Linked DNA regions of Mus musculus: all the other regions are linked to region 1. A link is a contact called in public Hi-C and promoter capture Hi-C data. All regions are on one chromosome and are shown on one strand. Each heading gives the region's core, a stretch centred on a gene start, on an enhancer-like site or on the middle of the called end of the contact. The rest is flanking DNA. Distances are from core to core; before and after follow the strand shown. Region 1 holds the start of Psmd3 (proteasome (prosome, macropain) 26S subunit, non-ATPase, 3). Region 2 holds the start of Ifi35 (interferon-induced protein 35). Region 3 holds the start of Dhx58 (DEXH (Asp-Glu-X-His) box polypeptide 58).

Region 1 (3,980 bases), core at 1,089-3,588:
CTAAACAGTAGGGAAAAGAACATTTATTTGTAAGTCAGATTTTTTAGGACAATATAAAAAACTTTAGAACTGGGGTGTAAGGAGATGGCTCAGTGGTTAAGAGTATCAGCCACTCTGTCCAGAGGCCCCGCTCCCAGCACCCACATGGTGGCTCACACTTGCCCATAACTAGAGTCCCAGGGGATCAGATGACCTCTTTTGGCCTTGGTGGGCACTGCACACAGGTGGTGCATTTACAAACATGCAGATAAGATACTCACACTCACATACACACACACTGAAATTCAAACATGTTTACCCTTTTTGACTTAGGTATACAAATTCTGGGAAGCCATATTTAAGTAGTTACAAAAGTAGATTGAAAACTTTGGAATAGTGAGGACTGCAAAACTACTTAAAAGAGCAAGAAATGAGAAAAAAGAAGAACTTAGATGTGCAGCAGTTAAGAGAATGCTCTGAGTCTCACTGCCCACTTAACAACGGGTGCTTCGCGTGTGACAGTAACTGCTACAGTTACAGCGACTATGTATGGAGGGCCCACCATGTATTTCTATCATGTGCTAGCACAGCTCATGAGCTCCCATGTTCACAATAACCCAAACAAAACAGCTAATGCTATTAATTCACCCACACAAACAGGGAAACGGATTCTGGACTTTATATAATCTCCATCACTATACTAAGTAGTCAACAAATGCTTCTTGCATAAGTTGAACCCTATGTTCATGGATGTATTAAATGAAGACAACAAAAAGAAAATGACAATATCTTTACATACGAATGCCCTGATCCAAATTGAATACTTAAGTGATTTCAATTATGGAGCAGTTTGAAAATACACGAGGAAATATGTCAACTCTGGTTAAAAGTTTCTCCCTGTTGCTTTAAAATGCTCACATGTTCCAGAATTTCTACAGTGAATACAAACCATGAAATATTTCACGATGCTGAGTGACATTTCTGCCACTGGAAACTTTTATTTCAGGAAAGAAGACCTTTACTGTATACAGATCTTGTTACCAAGTTTAGAATGGGAGTTGATGCAGTCTATACATACTTACACTCAAAAGTACAACTCAGGGCATGACTTGGCCTATCACCATGTTTTAAAGTAGTTTCTCGTGCAGTTGAGACACACACACACACACACACACACACACACACACACAGAGAGAAAAAACTACAGATCACCCGGAAAAGTCTCATCGCGCGCACATGGACAAGATATACTAAGTGGAAAAAGTAAAAGAGCAACTTAAGCGGGACAAGGGGACAATAGGAGCCTGAGAACGGGTCTCTGGTGTTGGCTTATAGGAGTCGGGGCCACAGGTAGGCATTATAAACTAAAAGAGAAAGAAGGCAGGGGTGGGGGGGGAGGGGGTCTGATTCAGAAGTAAAAGCGTGCGTGTGCTTGAACTCTTTAGGAAAGGAGGGGTAAGGTCCTTAAGAGAGTGGAAAAGTGCACCGGGACTTTTAGTTTAGATGCTTCAACTACAGAAGGAAGGCAGAAGGTAGAAATGGCTCTCCGAGGGAGTTTGCTAAAGGAGCCTAGAGCTACAGAACCCATTTTTATAAACTCTTAAACTAAGAGGCTAGTGTAATCTGTTACCCTGGTTTCTCTAGACACAAATACAAATGCTACTTTCTACATAGCAATAACAGGCGCTAGAATCGGTCGGATGGAGTAGATCACTGGGAAGGACTGAAGAAAAGGCTCGGTGAGACTAAGATGCAACCCCAGAGGAGGAGAGCAGTCCGCAGACTGGAGAACAGGTTCGGTCATCGGCTGGGGTCGAGGGAGTCAGGGTGGTTGGGCGGGCACTTCTGACCCCAGCTCCATTGACCGAAGGAACCAAGGTAGGTGGAGGCTACGCAGAGGTCCCAGCAAGAAGTCGCATCACCCTGGCCGCTGTCACCGGTGATCGCGGCACGACCCCGACGTGGGCTCCCGTACCTTCTAAGGTGACAGTGTCCAGCTCTCTCTGGGAGTGCTCGGTCGCAGCTGCCTTGCCGTCTCCCTCCCCCGTGGAGCCGCTCCCAGCTGCTGCCTCCTCTTTCATCTCCACATCCTGGGGGGCCGGTGGCGGCGGTTCTTGTTCCCCTCCCGGCGGCGGCTTTGCCTTGTCGGCGCCTCGGCGCCGCGCCGAGCCCTCCTGCTTCATGGCGCCCGGGGTCGAGGCCTAGTCCGGGGACCGAAGCAGGGGCCTCGCGTAAACCCTCACACCAGAGACCAGGCACAGAGCCGGGCCTGCACACCAGCGCGGGCTCGCGTCGGGCCGCACGATGACCGAGCAGCTGCAAACTCCTTCCCGGCGCTGGGGCTTCTGGGAAATGCCAGGCATGGCGAGCAGATGGCCGAGTCCAGGGAGGGAAAATAAATCAACAGCCGAGGTGCACGATGAAGGCGGATCTTCTAGGAAGTGGGAGGAGTCTTCAAGAAACGATGAAGGCGGACCTTCTAGGAACTGGGAGGAGTCTGCAGGAATTTGTGGGACCTGAGAGTGGTGATTTTATCTTCCTCTCTAGTGTACATCTTTGGATGTCCGCGAGAGGTCACTTTAGACTCCAAGCTGGGCTACAACAGACTCTAACATGTAAGTGGGTAGGACCTATCGGAGCTCAGATGGGGATGACATCATGAGTTGCCGGGCAGATTCCTCTCCACCCCCCTAACCCCCGCCCCGGTCAAGCTCTCCCAGTTTGCGCGGGTCAGGTCCCCAATGAAATCCGCCAGGCTCGTGCTCTCAACGCCCGCCAGATGCTTCCAGCACCAGAAAGAAAAGGAGCTTGTGGACGTGTAGCTAGGCTGTTTGGCTTTCGATAAACTGAGCTCAACCCCCAGGGCATCCGAACTTCCTTGTCAAATTTTTGTATAATGCTGAGTATAAGGCATACCTTCTCTGCAGCCTGGGAATGTGGGGGTCGTGTGTATTTGTGTAGAATTAGTCAAATTTAATAATAGGAGTCCACGTTGTATACTGCTCAGGGCCAGTATATATAAGATTGTTGAAAAACCCAACATGCCCAGCGTGGTGGTGCATGCCTTTTATCCCAGCACTCAGGAAGCAGAGACGGGTGGGTTTCTGTGAGTTCGAGGCTCAGCATGGTTTACAGAGTGAGTTCCGGGACCACCAGGGCTACACGGAGAAACCCTTTCCCGAAAAAGTAAACAAACAAACAAACACCAGCTCAAGAATGTAATGTAGGGCTAGGTGTGGTACATAATTTTAATCTCAGTGGTACACAACTTTAATCTCAGCACTAGGGAGATCTTTGAGTTCAAGGCCAGCCTGGTCTACATAGCAAGCTCCAGGACAGCGGGAACTACACAAAAAGACCCTGTCTCCAAAAAAAGAAAAAAAAAAGAAAGTAATGTTGAGGGGGTGGTGAGATGGCTCAAGTGAGTAAAGGTGCTTGCCAAGTATGAAGACACGAGTTTGATCCCTGGGTCCCATGGTAGAAGGAGAGAACTGAGTCTCACGCTTTTCTCTGACCTCCATAAGCATGCTGAGGCTCGAGTTCCCCTCCCCCATAAATAAATGCTTTTTTTTTTTTTTTAAAGGTTTTTCTGTATTGCCCTGGATGTCTGGGAACTCACTCTGCTTCCCAAATGCTGGAATTACAAGCATTTGCCACCACTACTAAGCATAAATGCTTTTTTTTTTAATTAGATATTTTCTTCACTTACATTTCAAATGCTATCTCCAAAGCCCCCTATATCCTTCCCCCTTCCTGCTCCCCAACCCACCCACCACAGCTTCCTGGCCCTGGCATTCCTCTGTACTGGGGCATATGATCTTTGCAATATCAAGGGGCCTCTCCTCCTATTGATGGCCAAGTAGGCCATCCTCTGCTACATATTCAACTAGAGACACAAGCTGGGGGGTGGGGGTACTGGTTAGTTCATATCGTTGTTCCACCTATAGGGTTGCAGACCCCTTTCGCTCCTTGGGTACTTTCTCTAGCTCCTTCATTAGGGG
Region 2 (3,980 bases), core at 1,107-3,606, 2.8 Mb before region 1:
GTTCCAAGACAGCCAGGGCTATACAGAGAAACCCTGTCTCAAAAAATTAAAAAAATTAATTGTATATTTTTAAATTGTTTACACTTATGGGTTTTTAACTGGCATGTATGTCAGTGTACCACTGCGTGCCTGGTGCCTGGAGAGGCCAGAAGAGGGCACTGGATCCCCAGAAACTAGAAGTAGGGTTATGGATGGCCCTTAGCCAACAGGCTGGTGGTGGGAACTGAAGCCAGGTTCTCTTCAAGAGCAGCACATACTCTGGACTGCTGAGCCAACTCTCCAGGATGTGACTTTACTTTTCAAGATAGGGTCTCTCTCTCACTCACTAACCGAGAGCTGTTCAGTAGGGCTGGGTGGCTCACCAGCAAACCCCACGGCTGTGCTTGGATACAAGCATATGCCACTGTGCTATTTTCTTTAAAGATTTATTTATGTATTTTATGTATGTGAACACACTGTAGCTGTACAGATGGTTGTTGGGGATTGAATTTTAGGACCTCTGCTCACTCCGGTTAACTCTGCTTGCTCAGTCCCTGCTCACTCCAGCACAAAGCTTCATTTATTATACATAAGTACACTGTAGCTGTCTTCAGACGCACCAGAAAAGGGTGTCAGATCTCATTACCGGTGGTTGTGAGCCACCATGTGGTTGCTAGGGTTTGAACTCAGGACCCTCAGAAGAGCAGTCACTGCTCTTACCCGCTGAGCCATCTTGGCAGCCCACTGTGCTATTTTTTTTTGTTTTGTTATCTCAGTTTTTTTTTTTAATTTTTAAAAAAGATTTATTTATTTATTATATGTAAGTACGCTGTAGCTGTCTTCAAACACACCAGAAGAGGGAGTCATATCTTTTTACAGATGGTTGTGAGCCACCATGTGGTTGCTGGGATTTGAACTCAGGACCTTCGGTAGAGCAATCAGTGCTCTTAACCACTGAGCCATCTCACCAGCCTGGTTATCTCAGTTCTTAAGTACTGAATTTCTCCTCGTGCTTTTTTTTTTTTTTTTTAAAGATTTGTTTATTTTATGTATGTGAGTACACTGTTGCTTTTCTCAGGCACATCAGAAGAGGGCATCGGATCCCATTACATGTGGTTGCTGGGAATTGAACTCAGGACCTCTGGAAGAGCATTTAGTGCTCTTAACCACTGAGCCATCTCTCCAGCCCCTCTTCTCATACTCTTAAGGTAAGCAGTTTATAGACTGAGCTAGCTCTCTAGCCTTCCCTCTAGGTATCTTTGTGAAGAAGTGTAATATCCCTACATAGTAAGTGAAGGGATTAGACTGTCAACTTTAGAAAAGCTAATGTTTGGTCCAGTGCAACATGTCTGAAGAAACTAGGATCTGAAACCAGGCAGGTTGGCTCTTCAATATTGCTTTTTCCTTATTTGGCTCCAAATCGCTCCCTTTTTTTATTGTATCTGGGAGATAAATGGAAGTTTTCCGTGCCAGAAGACTAACAAGGGGAGGCAGAGCTGCTGAGGACAAGCTGCATTGGATCCCTCCTCGAAGGTGGCTGCCCACTGTGCTTCCTCCTGAGGCCTCACTGGCTGTTGGCAGGCAGACTTCACAGCTCAACCTAGCCTATCTGAGGTGGCCTCAGTCAGAGGCACTTAGAAAGACCACCTGTCCCAGAGAGGACCAATGGTCAGGTTGACATGGCATTCTGAGGGGAGGAGTTTTTGGCTGGGAAGTACCTCAGAGTATTCCCTTTGCTGTTTAGAATAGCCAGAAACCTTTGATGCTTACAGCTCTCTACAACCCTGAAGCATACATCCACATAAAGAAAGATCAAGGCCGGGCAGTGGTGGCGCACACCTTTAATCCCAGCACTTGGGAGGCACAGGCAGGCAGATTTCTGAGTTCGAGGCCAGCCTGGTCTCCAGAGTGAGTTCCAGGACAGCCAGGGCTAAACAGAGAAACCCCGTCTCGAAAAACCAAAAAGAATGATCAAGGTCCTTACTTTAGGTGTCAGAGTCCTGGTTTTGACAATAGGTAAATGACAAGATCCACAGACCAAGGTACCCTAAGCGCTCTACTTCTCTTCCACCCTTAGCAGGCTTGAGCCGAGCAGGTCTAAGCCTAGAACACTGTGTTCCCGCCCCTCCCCACATGCGACAAATGCTCCCCTGCTCCCGTACTTACAGTTTGCAGGGTCACAGACATGGCTCTCACGTCTGGCAGAAGCTGGGGCTTCAGAGCAGGGTTGGCAGTGAAGAGTTCTGAAGGACTAAACTCTTTGACCCCTCAGAGGTGGCTCTGGTCTCCTCAGCCTCCAGCAGCGTCTGAAACACACTTCCACTGCTGTTGCTTGCTTGCCGGCCTCACTTCCACTTTCATTTCTGTGAATTCTGCTTCTGAGCATACAGCCCCACCCTTGGGCGGAGCCTTCCAAGTCATCAAATCTAACTACCCAGTCAGGCATGTGCTCCTGGGACCGCAAAGGGAAGACTTTCCCAGGCAGCCAGTTCTAGCATAAACCATGGTAGGATTTTTAAGACTTCCAGACAGACAGGCTCTCAGTACTGCAGCTCTAGCTGGCTTCACACCCTTGAGATCTGTCTGCTTTTGCCTCCAAAAAGCTGTGATTAAAGAACTGTGAGTCACCCTGGAGGCAGAGGCAGGCGGATTTCTGAGTTCGAGGCCAACCTGGTCTACAAAGTGAGTTCCAGGACAGCCAGGGCTATGCAGAGAAACTGTCTCCAAAAAACCAAAAAAAAAAAACAAAACAAAAAAAACCTGTGAGTCAAGTGGCGGCGGCACATCTTTGATGCCAGCGTTCAAAGAGGCAGGTGGATCTCTGTGACCAGTCAAGCCTAGTCTACAGAGTGATTTTTCAGGGCAGCCACAGGTACACAGAGAAATCCTACCTCCAAAACCCAAAATATAAAGGGTTCAGCTGTTGAGTACCAGAGGACCCAGGTTCAACTCCCAGTATCCACATGGCTATTGGTAACCTTTTTCTTTTAAAAAAGATTTATTTATTATGTGTAAGTACACTGTAGCTGTCATCAGACACTCCAGACCAGGGAGTCAGATCACATTGCAGATGGTTTCGAGTCACCACGTGGTTGCTGGGAATTGTACTCAGGACCTTCGGAAGAGCAGTCAGTGCTTTTTGTTGGTTTTATTGTTTCCGAGACAGGGGTTTTATCTGTGTAGCCTTGGCTGTCCTGTAACCATGCTGTCTTGTAGACCAGGCTGGCCTGGAACTCCGAAACTCGCCTGCCTCTGCCTCCCAAGTGCTGGGATTAATGGCGTTGAGCCACCACTGTCTGGCGCAGTCAGTGCTTTTATCCACTGAGCCATCTCACCAGCCCAACTAAAAAGCCCTTTTATTTATTTATTTATTTATTTTTTATTTATTTTTTTTTTTTTAAGATTTATTTATTATTTATTATATGTAAGTACACTGTAGCTGTCTTCAGACACACCAGAAGAGGGCATCAGATCTCATTAAGGATGGTTGTGAGCCACCATGTGGTTGCTGGGATTTGAACTCTGGACCTTTGGAAGAGCAGTCGGGTGCTCTTACCCACTGAGCCATCTCACCAGCCCCCTTTTATTTATATGAGCACTCAGTAGCCGTCCTCAGAAACACACCAGAGTTGTGAATCAGATTCTAATTACAGATAGTTGTGAGCCACCATGTGGTTGCTGGGATTTGAACTCAGAGCCTCTGAAAGAAGTCAGTGCTTTTTTTTTTTTTTTTTTTCGAGACAGGGTTTCTCTGTATAGGCCTGGCTGCCCTGAAACTCACTTTGTAGACCAGGCTGGCCTCGGACTCAGAAATCCGCCTGCCTCTGCCTCCCGAGTGCTGGGATTAAAGACGTGCGCCACCTTGCCTGGCTAAGTGCAGAGTTCTGAACTGTTGAACCACCAGTGTCTCCAGCCTCAGGATTTCTTTTTTTTTTTTAAAGATTTATTTATTATTATTTGTAAGTACACTGTAGCTGTCTTCAGACACACCAGAAGAGGGA
Region 3 (3,980 bases), core at 543-3,042, 2.0 Mb before region 1:
AGAGGGCAGGGGGGCATTCTCAGGGCATGGGTAGGCATTCTGAGGGATGCTTTCTCCCCCTCTGCAGGAGAGACAGGCTGGAAGCCACTGGGAAAGGAGAAGGGGTAAGTGTCCATTCAGTCAAGGGGGAGTGACCACAGGAATGGAGGCGTGTGTGCGTGCGTGTTTGTGTGTGTGTGTGTTTGTGTAGTAGGGCAAGAAGGACCCAGACCTCAGCCTCGGTATCTGTCATTTCCAGCAAGGAGCTTAAGGATCCTGATCAGCTATATACGACCCTCAAAAACCTGCTGGCTCAGATCAAGGTGGGAGGCCAAGGTCTTCTTGTCGGTAACTGAAGTGGGTGGCGGTCTTCGGTTGGGCGGTGAACACTGGGCCTGTCCTCAGCTCCTCTCTTCTCTCTAGTCACACCCCAGTGCCTGGCCCTTCATGGAACCTGTGAAGAAGTCAGAGGCTCCTGACTACTACGAGGTTATCCGTTTCCCCATTGGTGAGGACCCTTGTACTCACTCCCCAGCCTAAGCCCCCAGTCTTGACAGGGTAGCCTGACTCCTGTCTGCATGTACCATGGTGGGCAGCCCCAGTTACAGCCCTTCACCTCTTAAAGTCATGTGCCTTCTCTCTCGTGACCCAGACCTGAAGACCATGACAGAACGGTTGCGCAGTCGCTACTATGTGACCCGGAAGCTCTTCGTAGCTGACCTGCAGCGGGTCATCGCCAACTGCCGGGAGTACAATCCCCCAGACAGCGAATACTGTCGCTGCGCCAGTGCCCTGGAGAAGTTCTTCTACTTCAAGCTCAAAGAGGGAGGGCTCATCGACAAGTAGCCCCCAGCTGGGATCCGCAACATCCACCTCCATCTCCTCAGATCCGTTTGGGGGCTCCCGGCCCCCTCTCCCGGACTCAGCTGGAGAAACTCCAGCCAGGGACCCCAGATCTTACAGACTTTCTGGCCAGCAGGCACTCACTCCCAAGCCAGCAGCTCTCTTTCCACCTTCCTTGCATCCCACCTTGGGGAGACGTCTGGTCTGGGGCCAGCCCGTTGTAGAATGTCTGGTGGCCAGGGCATGAACTGTTGGTCCTTATAGAGCCATGCAGGCTGAGCATCCTGAGCCTGGTCCCCATGCCTGTTTCCCAGGGCCAGGACTATTCAGTGAGTAGCCTTCACATGGAAACAGCCCAGACTGGAGGAACCATGAGGGGCCTTGGCTTATCCTACACTGTTGTCTATCTGTCCCTCCAGGATTGGGGGCAGGAGGACCATTCATTCCTTGGCATTAATCCCTCGGAGGGAACAATAAAGCTTTTTTTTTCCCCTGTGTGATTGTTTTTTGGGGGGGGGGTCCGGCTTTAGACTTAGCAGGCTGACCTTTGCTTCTCGAGTCCTGACTCTTCTAACCTGAAAGCCTAACTTCAGGCTACACTGGTGCCACTGACCCCTGCAATATATAGTGGGGTGATGGACCTGGCTGACTGCCGTCCCTCACCTCCTCTGCTTCAATAACTTCCAGCCTGTCTCCCCTGCAAAGGGAGAGCAAGAGCTTGTCCTTAATGCCTGCCTATTTCCTGACTCCTGGTCCAGGAAACAGGCAGCCAAGGTCAGCCCCTCCAGGCCTTAAGCTCAGCCCAGATGGACAGGGTTACTGCCAACTGAAAACAGATGAGGAAATAGGGAACCCAGGAGCAGTGACTGTCAGCATCTCCCTTGCCAGTCTTCAATTTTTTTTTTTTTTTTTTTTTTTTTTTGATGGCTGGGTTGGGCTCCAGCTCTGGCTGGCTCCTCCCCTTGTTTCAGTTTCATTTCTAGAGCTCCAGAAACCTCCGCAGAGACCAGCCTAGTCTGCTGCTATTCATTTCCAAACCCCATCCTAATCCTGGCCAGTGCAGGCTCCAGGTAGTTATCTACGAGTTCTTGGCTAAGAACAGCCTCTGAAGCTTACTGGGCTGGCTGGGAGGAAGGGGACAGTACGTGTTCTGATCTCTCTGCCATTCCAGAATGGAGCTGCGACCCTACCAGTGGGAAGTGATCTTACCTGCTCTGGAGGGCAAGAATATCATTATATGGCTGCCCACGGGTGCTGGGAAGACCCGGGCAGCTGCCTTTGTAGCCAAGAGGCATCTAGAGACGGTAGACAGAGGCAAGGTGGTGGTACTGGTCAATAGGGTGAGTGGTCTGCCCTTCCCAAAGTGGGGTCTCTTAGCTCATCTCTTCTAGACGACCGCTCTGCCAGGTCTCCTCTCCTTGGTTCAGGAGATGGCTGGGTCCTGACATCTTGCTCCTCCCACCTTCCCCCACCCCAACTCCCAACAACTGCCATTTTCCACCCCCCACCCCAATCCAAGTTCTCTTCATTACTCTTCACTCCTAGGTACACCTGGTGAGCCAGCACGCCGAGGAGTTCAGGCGCATGCTGGATAAACACTGGACTGTAACAACCCTGAGTGGGGACATGGGATCCCGAGCTGGCTTTGGCCTGATGGCTCGGAGCCACGACCTGCTCATCTGTACGGCAGAGTTGTTACAGTTGGCACTCAACAGCTCTGAGGAGGATGAACACGTAGAGCTCAGAGGTGAGGGGGAAAGCCGTGACCTGCTCACAGGACGTGCTCCTGGGCAAGCAAGCCTCCTTCCTCTAGCCCAGCCTCGCTTTCATTCCTACCTGCTCCCTGTCTGGGACCCAGCCCAAAGTAGGGAAGGGAAGAGGAAAACTTCAGAGAAAAATGAGGGCTTCACAAAAGTGCTATGAGAAAGAAGCAGCAGCAGCAGCCGTCCACTGTCTCTCATGTGCCCCCAGAATTCTCGCTGATTGTGGTGGACGAGTGTCACCACACCCACAAGGACACCGTCTACAACACCATCTTGAGCCGGTACCTAGAACAGAAGCTGAAGAAGGCAGAGCCCCTCCCCCAGGTCCTGGGTCTCACAGCCTCCCCAGGCACTGGAGGGGCCACCAAGCTCCAAGGGGCCATTGATCACATCCTACAGGTCAGCTGAGCCCCTCCCACCATAGATCTTTGCTTGTCTTGCCTCCCAGTCCTACCAAATATACTCTTCATACTATGGCTATGCTCGTCTCTTCCGCTACCTTGAGCATATGAGGCTTGTGGGACCCTTTGAACTTACTATTCCTTTTGCCTGGAAATGCCCTTGCTTTTGAACCTCCATCAGATTCGTTTTCACCATTCAGTGAACAGCCCTGTCATTGTCACAGTCTCCCCTGGCCATCCCCACTACTCTGTCATAGAACTAATTTTAATTATTTTCGGAGTTCGTTCGTGCTATAAACTGGAAGCTGTTTGACCTGGGAACTATGAAAATGGGAACTGCTTTTTCTTTCGTTCTTTATCATGCGTACGGCGTTCTGCCTGCAGGTATGCCTACAGGCCAGAAGAGGGCACCAGATCTCATGAGATGAGATGGTCATGAACCACCATGTGGTTGCTGAGACTTAAACTCAGGATCTCTGGAAGAGCAAGCAACCAGTGCTCTTAACCTCTGAGTCATCTCTCCAGCCCTCTTTGCTGATTTTCAATTGTTTCTTCATGGTCATTTGAATCTAAGTTCCTCTCGCTCATCAATGCGAGAGTATTAGTCACTCACCGGGACGCACTTCAGACTTTTTGAAATGAATCCTAACTTCCAGTGGAGTGGCCCTGCCTCAGGCTTTTCTGTCCTTAGCCAGGACCCCGCCTCCCTCAAATTCTGCCTGACTCCTCTTTCCATGATGCCTTTCTGTTGCCTCTAGCTTTGTGCGAATTTGGATACGTGCCACATCATGTCGCCAAAGAATTGCTACTCCCAGCTGCTGATGCATAACCCAAAGCCCTGCAAGCAGTATGACCTCTGCCAAAGGCGCGCACAGGTGTGTGAGGGGCCACAGGGCAGGCTTGGGGTCTGGTGCCCAGTTAGAACACCTAGGCACGGGCCCTGACTCCACCTTCCCCGGCTCTTGTTACTTCAGGCCCCTTGCCTATGCTTCTG

Evidence for each region. Promoter capture Hi-C pulls out the DNA fragments that hold promoters and counts their contacts. A called contact is a pair of places that touch in the nucleus more often than the background predicts.
Region 2: a contact with region 1 is called in a promoter capture Hi-C map of embryonic stem cells, with 3 times the contacts expected there. The contact joins the promoter of Ifi35 here to the promoter of Psmd3 in region 1. A contact is called at or near these places in 1 of 39 promoter capture datasets (embryonic stem cells) and 1 of 115 datasets of contacts at active chromatin or transcription factors (astrocytes).
Region 3: a contact with region 1 is called in a Hi-C map of B cells, with 6 read pairs. The contact joins the promoter of Dhx58 here to the promoter of Psmd3 in region 1. A contact is called at or near these places in 1 of 484 Hi-C or Micro-C datasets (B cells) and 1 of 115 datasets of contacts at active chromatin or transcription factors (astrocytes).

Annotation. Positions count from the first base shown.
Region 1 is chr11:98,680,912-98,684,891 of GRCm38.p6, reverse strand. Psmd3 (proteasome (prosome, macropain) 26S subunit, non-ATPase, 3) reads right to left here and starts at 2,338. Exons shown (of 12, transcript NM_009439.1): 1 at 1,955-2,338. The coding sequence starts at 2,162.
Region 2 is chr11:101,446,788-101,450,767 of GRCm38.p6, reverse strand. It overlaps Ifi35 (interferon-induced protein 35), which reads right to left and starts at 2,356. Exons shown (of 7, transcript NM_027320.4): 1 at 2,146-2,356. The coding sequence starts at 2,166.
Region 3 is chr11:100,702,083-100,706,062 of GRCm38.p6, reverse strand. Dhx58 (DEXH (Asp-Glu-X-His) box polypeptide 58) reads left to right here and starts at 1,792. Exons shown (of 13, transcript NM_030150.2): 1 at 1,792-1,892; 2 at 1,994-2,162; 3 at 2,368-2,569; 4 at 2,794-2,984; 5 at 3,745-3,861. The coding sequence starts at 1,995. Kat2a (K(lysine) acetyltransferase 2A) reads left to right here. Exons shown (of 18, transcript NM_001038010.2): 15 at 68-104; 16 at 239-302; 17 at 403-487; 18 at 632-1,317. The coding sequence ends at 825.